Linked DNA regions of Zea mays: regions 1 and 2 are each linked to region 3. A link is a contact called in public Hi-C data. All regions are on one chromosome and are shown on one strand. Each heading gives the region's core, a stretch centred on a gene start, on an enhancer-like site or on the middle of the called end of the contact. The rest is flanking DNA. Distances are from core to core; before and after follow the strand shown.

The links. Hi-C and Micro-C count contacts between places; a contact is called where the count stands out from the background.
Region 1: a contact with region 3 is called in a Hi-C map of leaf, with 8 times the contacts expected there. The contact joins the promoter of LOC100278188 here to the promoter of LOC103630123 in region 3. A contact is called at or near these places in 3 of 25 Hi-C or Micro-C datasets (ear, leaf and tassel).
Region 2: a contact with region 3 is called in a Hi-C map of leaf, with 4 times the contacts expected there. The contact joins the promoter of LOC100284038 here to the promoter of LOC103630123 in region 3. A contact is called at or near these places in 7 of 25 Hi-C or Micro-C datasets (ear, leaf and an unstated tissue).

The regions. Positions count from the first base shown.
Region 1 is chr6:141,800,124-141,802,823 of Zm-B73-REFERENCE-NAM-5.0, forward strand. It overlaps LOC100278188, which reads left to right and starts at 1,410. Exons shown (of 3, transcript NM_001151545.2): 1 at 1,410-1,601; 2 at 2,505-2,556; 3 at 2,678-2,700. The coding sequence starts at 1,487.
Region 2 is chr6:141,496,070-141,498,769 of Zm-B73-REFERENCE-NAM-5.0, forward strand. LOC100284038 (receptor-like protein kinase) reads right to left here and starts at 1,291. Exons shown (of 1, transcript NM_001156936.2): 1 at 1-1,291. The coding sequence starts at 1,061.
Region 3 is chr6:141,665,260-141,668,098 of Zm-B73-REFERENCE-NAM-5.0, forward strand. LOC103630123 (MAR-binding filament-like protein 1) reads right to left here and starts at 1,544. Exons shown (of 3, transcript XM_008651210.4): 1 at 1,020-1,544. The coding sequence starts at 1,296.

The sequences.
Region 1 (2,700 bases), core at 160-2,659, 130 kb after region 3:
CTCACAGGCAACCTGGAAATCTGATACCAATTGATAGAAGACGTGACCCGATCTTCCGTGAGATACGATAACTTGATTGAGTGGAGATCTCGACGTTGATGATACAAGGCTCTGAGCGAACGGTTCCTCGCAATCACTACACCACGGCTCCGTTGGTTATCACCCTTGACACACGAATGACCTCGCCACGAAGGCTTATCCCTGCAAGCGCAATCAAGAACACAAGCAAGAATAGGAAAGAAGCGCAACCAAAAATTGTATTGATTACGGGATGGGGTCTCACAAACCGATGACGACGACACTGTTCGATGACAGAATTGATCTAAGCAAAACCCAAAACCTAATGTGGCGGTGGCTGCTGAATAAATAGAGTATTAGGACGTGTGTGACCCCTGGACTCGCCCCTAATGGGCTTCGACGCGATACACGGCCCAACGGCCCAACAGACGGTGTCGCAGCACCAAAACAGAATCTGAACGCTGAATTGTTTCGACGATTCCCGTTGACTCCGAATGAATTTTAAGGTGGAACCAGTTGGGTTGGTTAGATAATCTCCTTTTCTTTCCAACCATATCAAGTCTGTCGCAATCGGAGTTCGGATGCATCCTGGGCGTCCATTTTAGTGCAGACTGGTCCTGGAACCCGAGATAGAGTCGCAGCCGAGTCGGACTTGATCTCCTTCCTGTTGTGGGCGCCCTTGCTGCTCCTCCTCAACACCTTGGCCTTTCCCAAGTCCTTGCTGGTCCTTTCTAAGGTACCTAATCATCAAAACATCCATGGCCCCAAGCGTAAGCTCTGATACACAATTGACTAGGATAGAACGTACCTAGAGATTTAGCTGTCGTGCACGAGATCGTGTTATCGGTCCATTCATTGTATGTATAGAAGTGATGTCCTCATTAGAGGGGAGCAAGGGCTAGGATGAGTGCACACGGAGGAAAACAAGTAGCGAGTAGGAGACATTCATTTTTTTAAATAGTAATGAGTTAAAAAGGTACTCACTCCATTCTAATTTATAATTCGTTTAACTTTTTAATCTTAAGTTTGATCGTCTTATTAAAAAAAATCATAATTATTGTTAAATTTTGCTGTAATATTGTTTAGTATATAATATATTTTAAATGTAGCTTTGAATTTTTCACTTTTTCGTAAAAAAATTGAATAGGACAAGCCGATCACACGTGATAAAAAAAATAAAAGAATGATAATTTAAAACGAAGAGAGTACAAAGGAAACATCAATTACCGTACATGGTGTAATTAAGAGTATGTTTGATGTGGCATCTAATCCACGGCGACCAAATCACCCGTCACAACTGCGGCTTGAAAAGTGCGCCACACCAAACATGCCCTAAGAGGGTTTGGGCCTCCAGTCCGTATATATATGCTGGCGGTTCTGATCGCTTCCAGGTCCACACCTCTCTTGCCTCTCCCACGCCCACGCCACCCCACCGCACGAAGAGAGCGAGCGCACGAACGGGGGAGACATGGCCCACTCGCCGTCAGGATCGCACGTAGCGGCGACGTCGGTCGGGAACGAGGCCTTCACCGACGCGGTGGCTGAGGACGGCGGAGACTCCAAGCTCTCCGCGCTCCTCTTCGGTACGACCACACCCCCCGCGGTTCGCTTCTGCAGTTTGCTTGGTGCGCTCGCCACCCCACCTCCCTCACTCTTCTGCTTGTTACTGGGTTCTGTTTGTTACTGGGTTCGAAGCGATTGTTCGGCCTAGATTGGTGGTTGCTGATGCAGAATTTCCAAGTTCGTGCTTCCTTCGAGGAATATTTGATGCTGGTGTGCGGGGATTGAGTCCCCCGCTGGTGTCCGTTGCCTGGTTTCAGTGTGTGCTCAGAATCGCGACCAATTTGGTCCACATCCATCCGATTCTTCTCGGTTCGTTCGTTTCCCCATCCCGTTCCGATTCGATTCGTTGTATGGGTTATGCTCAGTAATATTAGTATCTGAATCGGTGTCTCGAATTTCCTGTCCATAACACTCCGTTCGGTGGCGATAACTCATTGGTTACATACGTACAATCCGATTTCCAAACCCTCATTCACATGTGCAAACTGCACAGACGAGATCGCGTCAGATACTAGTTCTATTTTTTTGCTGCTCGAGTGGACGCGCTACTGTAGTGAATCTGAAAATGGGGCTCTATTACTCTATCTGCAGTCGAAGTCAGGTGACCCTTCTTATCATATCATACCGTATTCATTTGATTGTGTACCCCTGTCGAATTTGAAAGCGACGTTTTAGGCAACTTCCTCTTGATAAATTTAATCGTGTTTTAAATTCCTGTCTTCGATTTTTTATATAGAGTCAAAACGAATTTCATCTAAAAGTCACCTCTGTTGCATAGAGTACATACCGAAACTACTGATGATTCACAAGTGCAGACTGGAATTGCTTTGCAAACCAATGGAAGAACTGTTGCAGTGTTGTGCATTCCCTGATGCAGTATTACTCATGCTAACACGGGCGTGAACTGTTTTTGCGTTGCGCAGACGTGTCGCAGCAGGTGCAGGACGGTCTCCAGAGCATGCTCAAGACGAGCAGGTGAGCACCGGTCGCGCTGCGCATCCTCGTTTCGGGTTCCCGATTAAAATCCCTGCAAAAGTCATCCGGCTTGGCCCTGACGCCGTTGTGCCGTGCGTGCCTTTTTTGACCACGGTGGCAGCGAGATCGCGCGGTGCGACGGCG
Region 2 (2,700 bases), core at 41-2,540, 170 kb before region 3:
TGTGTGGGGCGGTTGGGCAGGCAGTTCCTCCTGTCACCGTCCGAAGGCACGACGCGCGCGCAGGACGGCGGCTCGCCGGTGAAGAAGTTGTAGGAGATGGTCAGGTTCTTGAGCCGCGGGAGGGCGCAGATGGCCTCCGGGACGGCCCCGGACAGGCGGTTGTGCGCGACGTCCAGCTGCTCCACCTTGCGCATCCCGGCCACCTGCTGCGGCAGCGGGCCAACGAGCGAGTTGAAGCTGACGTCGAAGACGGTCACCTCCCGGAGCAAGCCGACCTCCGGCGGGACGCAGGAGTCGAGGCCGTTGTTGATGAGGAGGATCTCGTTGAGCGTGCCGGACATGTTGCCGAGGCTGGCCGGGAGGCATCCGCCGAAGCTGTTGTCGGCGAGCACGATGACGGAGGCCGGGGAGTTGCCGAAGTTGTCGGGGAGCGGGGAGCGGAGGCGGTTGTGGTTGAGGAAGATGGCGTCGAGCGGGCGGTCGAAGAGCTCCGGCGGGATGGCGCCCTCGAAGTCGTTGAAGCGGAGGTCGAGGAACTTGAGCGCCGGGAGCTCCAGCACGACGGCCGGGAATGCCCCGACGAGGCGGTTGTTGCTGAGGTCGAGCTCGACGAGAAGCTGGAGGCGGCGCAGAGTGGCGGGGACGAGGCCGCAGAAGCGGTTGGAGTTGAGGTGGAGCAGCGAGAGGTCAGCGAGGAGGCCGAGCTCCGGCGGGAGGTAGCCCGCGATGTCGCCGTGGTTGAGGTCGAGGCCCGCGACGGCGAGCTCCCCGGCGCCCGGCACCCCGCGCGGCAGCGGCGCGCAGAAGACCCCGGTGTAGTTGCATACCCCCGGGCCCACCCAGTCGGCGGTGAAACCCCTGGGGTCGGAGAAGATGGCCTGCTGCTTCCAGGTCTGCAGCGCGACGTACGCGTCCCGCAGCCGCTGGCTGGGGAACCGCCACGACGGGTCCACCGACACGGCCAGCTCCGCCGCCTCGCCCTCGCCCACCACTGACGCCGCCTCGCCGGCGGCGGCGAGGCAGCAGAGGAGACACAGCAGCACTGCCGCCCTGCTCATCATCCCACCATACCACCGAAAGCAGAGCCAAGAAGAGGTTTCGGGGAGGAGGGTGCTCGTGCTCGGCGCAATCCTGCAATGCGGAGTGGAGCGGAGCGGAGGAGATTATGGCGGCGGATTCCTGTGGAGGGAAGTGGAGGGTGTGTGAGCGCCTGGAGTGGGGGGAGGAGGACAGCTGTGTCACAGCTCAGAGGAGTTGGGTGGGGTTACCGCTGGCGCTGGGGAACGCGGAGCGGGGAGGCCTCTTCTGTTCTGCCTTGTGCGGCGGAGTAGGATTTATAGCGGGAGAGTAATGCCGGGCCCGCCGCCGCGTCTGCCCCTGCCACGGGACGAAGACCCGTACGGTAATTATGGCGTTTAGTTTTTGAACCCTTGGGTCTACCTACTGCTTCATCTCTTTTTCAATTTTTTTTCTGCGAGCGTGTATTTTAGGGTTTGTTTATAAGCACCACTGTTTTAAAAAAATCAGTTTCTGTCCCAAATTTCTAAAAAATGATTTATGAAAAAAACTGGATGAGAATGTTCGTTACCCTGTTTATAAGGAGCTGATTTTTAATTTTTTATACATGTCTATTTAAATGGAAGCAGCAGCAATAGATATAAATATAAATTCCGTGAAATCAACTATTTAAATGGAAGCAGCAGCTATAGATATAAATTCTGTGAAATCAACTAGGCGTCACGTATTTAAATGGATAGAACTAATTTTAACCAGGGGAAGCCAGCTTCTTGATTTTTAAGAAACTATAAATCTAGTTTCTATAAACGGGAATATAAACTAATTTTTGAAATAACTCCCGTTTCTATAAAGCAATTTCTTAAAAAATTGGTTGCTTCCAAACAGACCTTTAGTATCACTACTACTAGCTTTCACTACGATAAAGGGCATTTGATTCCATGTGCTAAACTTTAGTAGGGTGCTAGGTTTTGATGCAAGTGCTAAGCTATTTTTAGCAACATCACTTATCTCACCTCCTATTTGAAGCTCTAATCTGTATACAGTCTATAGTACAAAACAGTTTAGTACAAAACAGTTTTTCGCAGTCATATGCACGGTATGTTGTCTATAGCCTAAAGTTTAGCACATGGATATAGAAAGATATCCATAACCCTAATTAACGTGGGATACAGAGAGAGTGGAGTGAGAAGGGTATGAGATGTCTTTCCCCATCATAAACCATTTTTAGCTCACTTCAGCACAACTTAGAAGAGCTAAACGATTAATTGGTGCTAAAGTTTAACACTTTACTTACTGATAACGTATCTGTCGGGGACCATAATTAGGGGTACCCCAAGACTCCTAATCTCAGCTGGTAACCCCATCAGCACAAAGCTGCAAAGGCCTGATGGGCGCGATTAAGGTCAAGGCTCAGTCCATTCAAAGGACACGATCTCGCCTCGCCCGAGCCCAGCCTCGGGCAAAGGCAGCCGACCCCGGAGGATTCACGTCTCGCCCGAGGGCCCCCTCAAGCAACGGACACACCTTCGGCTCACCCGAGGCCCAGTCTTCGCAGAGAAGCAACCTTAGCCAGATCGCCACGCCAACCGACCGTATCGCAGGAGCATTTAATGCAAGGATGGCCTGACACCTTATCCTGACGCGCACTCTTCAGTCGACAGAGCCGAAGTGACCGCAGTCACT
Region 3 (2,839 bases), core at 294-2,793:
AATGTACGACACTTTAATTAATAATATATAGTATCTGCCCTACATATGCTTATACAACACCCGTAACATGCAAATACTTGACATTTCAACCACTTCATTGTTTAAAAATCTTTGACATTCAATGTTTTCCAATTCACATACTTTACACTTTACTCTTACCAACTATATATCTCCATGCAAAACTTTTTGAAAAACTGAAATCACAACGTATTCAAAATAACTATGTTGGCAACAGCGTGGGAATTAAAAGAGTTCCAAAGTTGGCAAACAATGGATCAGCAATCTTGGTGACAGAGGTCCACTAAACGATAAAAGACAGTCCAAATCCAGATAATAAAGACCTAAGGTATGGACACTTTTAGTGGTGTCCTGTGTTGCATGAATATCAACAAACAATGAAGGAATAGTAAGAGAAGAGGGCAGTTTTACTAGTTGTAGATTCCAATAAGGTTGGCAACGATGCCTACTTGATGAGCTACTGGATGTTAGGAACTAACTGGTGTCAAAAGGGTGGCTCAAGGCAGTTTGGCGTAATGCCAACTCCGTCCTCAAGCGGGCAGGGACGCAGGGTTGAAGCACCTCGTGGCAAACTTTGACCTTAACGAAGTTGACAGGGATTTTAAACTAGTGACCAAACAGCATGTAGGATTATAGGTGCAAAGTGATTATGGAAAGTGATGCAGTCTGTTGGGTTCTACAAGTCTATATTGTGTAGCAAGTTTATTAAGAGAGGGGCAAGGTATCTTATTAGTATCTACGAATTTCACAGATTTAATAAAAGCAAAAAAATTACACTTACCATCCTAGCAACAAGGGGTGTCGAAATGAGGTTTACTACTAAGAGAGTCTACCATTTACGCGGGAAACTTAGCATCGCAATTGCACAGGCCACGTATCCTATTAGTATCTACGAATCTCACAGATTTTATCGGATTTAATAAAACCCCAAAAAATCACACATATCATCCTAGCAACAAGGCGTCAAGGCGAGTGTCGAAATGAGTTTTACAACTACTGACCAGTGACGAGATCAACCGAGGAGAGCTGCGCCCTGGCCGCCGCCGCCGCGGCGTCGCGGAGGCGGAGGAGCGGGAGCACCGAGACGCCGACCAGGAGCACGGCCCTCCTCCGCGTGGCGTCGTCCGCAGCGGGGGAGCGAGCGGTGCTGGACGCCGAGGCAAATACTGCGGTGGCCCGCCCGACGCCGCTGCCGCGGCGGCCGCGGGGTGGAGGGAGAAGGGCGGGACGGGGCGGCTGCGCCACCGACGGCGAGAGTAGGAGGTGGTGGTAGCCCATGCCGGCGTCGTAGTCGCAGAGACCAAAAAAACCCTATTACCTCCCTCGCCGGCCGCAGCTTTGCTACCTGGAGCGGGGTGGTAGTCACGGGAGCATTCGTGGGAACGGAAATGGTAGTCAGCTCTGCCTTCCGCGCTGGGGTTGGGGACTGAGAGCAGCGGGGAGTGCCGTGGCGACGCGCAAGCTGAAGCGGAACTGCGGAAGCGGAGGAGAAGGTTTCGGACACTGTCAGACTGTCGGGTTATGCTTACGTGGGCTCTTCACAGGCTACATGGGCTTTGGCCGACGGTGGGCACTACGCTACCAGAATGTCAAACGGGCCCATCATGAATAAGAGATTTGTTTTCATAAGACCGCTAGGGATTGATATTGTTTGACACTGTTTGTAGAGAGAAGTTTGGATTATAGGATATGATAGTGGATCTTCTGCAGATAGTCTAAGAGCTAGTTTAGAAACTTTATTTTTCCAAGTATTCTTGAAAAATGGAAATCACTTGGAAAAATAGTGTCGGTGTTTGGACCCGTGGACCTAACTAACCAGTGAAATAGCGTCGCGTGCCCAAACCCAGATGGTGATGCGAGTTGACACAAGCGATTTATCCTGGTTCGGGCTATGAAGGGCCCTACTTCCAGCTAAGAGGGATAAGGCTTATATTACTCGCACCAAAGTGCTCACAGTAGGGGTTACAAGCACGACGGGAGAGGGAAGGACCCCAAGTCCCTGAGAGTGATTGAGGCAAATGCCAATACCGAATGGAGGAGAAAACTGCCAAGTGTTCACCCTCTCCCCCTGTGGGAGCCATGGACTGTCCTATTTATAGGCCCGGGGAGAGCTGCCTTGTAGACGTGAGCCGACTACATGTTGTGAAGGGGTGTCTTCATGTCTTGTAGACAATATGGTCTGGTACTTTGTTGTTGACTTCTGCTTGCTTGTTTTCCGCTGAGAGCCGAGGTCGAGGGCTCAGTTACGTATCCGAGCCCTCTGGCATGGAGTTGCCCATACCGTAGTGGTTGACTTAGTGCCCGTCATGGGAAAAAGGCTCTTACGGGGTGCGTCAATCTTCATTGTTTTTTACGACGTTGGGAAGTCCTCTGTCACATATATCGAGGTAAGAGCCGAGCTCGGACGAGGCGGAGGTCCGTCTGAGGTTGCGACCGAGCTTTATATTGAGACTTGATGACGCGCGCCACAATCGACGAAGTGGCCTTCCACGGGATTCACGAGGGAGCAGGTAGCCGAGGCCTGGTTCAGGCGAGGCAGAGCTTGCACCCGAGGTTGAGTTTAGCGTCGGGCCAGACGGAACTCGTGCCCTAGGTCTTGACCCGCGTCTTGTCATATTATGCGTCCCATTAGGAGCTGTCAGGTGGCGTCCACACGTGTAATGATGTAGGTGAAACTTTGACAAGATCGCGGTCCTATTGAAAGATTCACCTGCAGCCCGACGTGAGGTAGATGCACTCATTGAATGCGGTTGTTCCCAACAGCCCTCGGGCAAGCTTTGTCTTTACTGCCTAAGGCGGGCTCGGGTGAGATGGACATGGC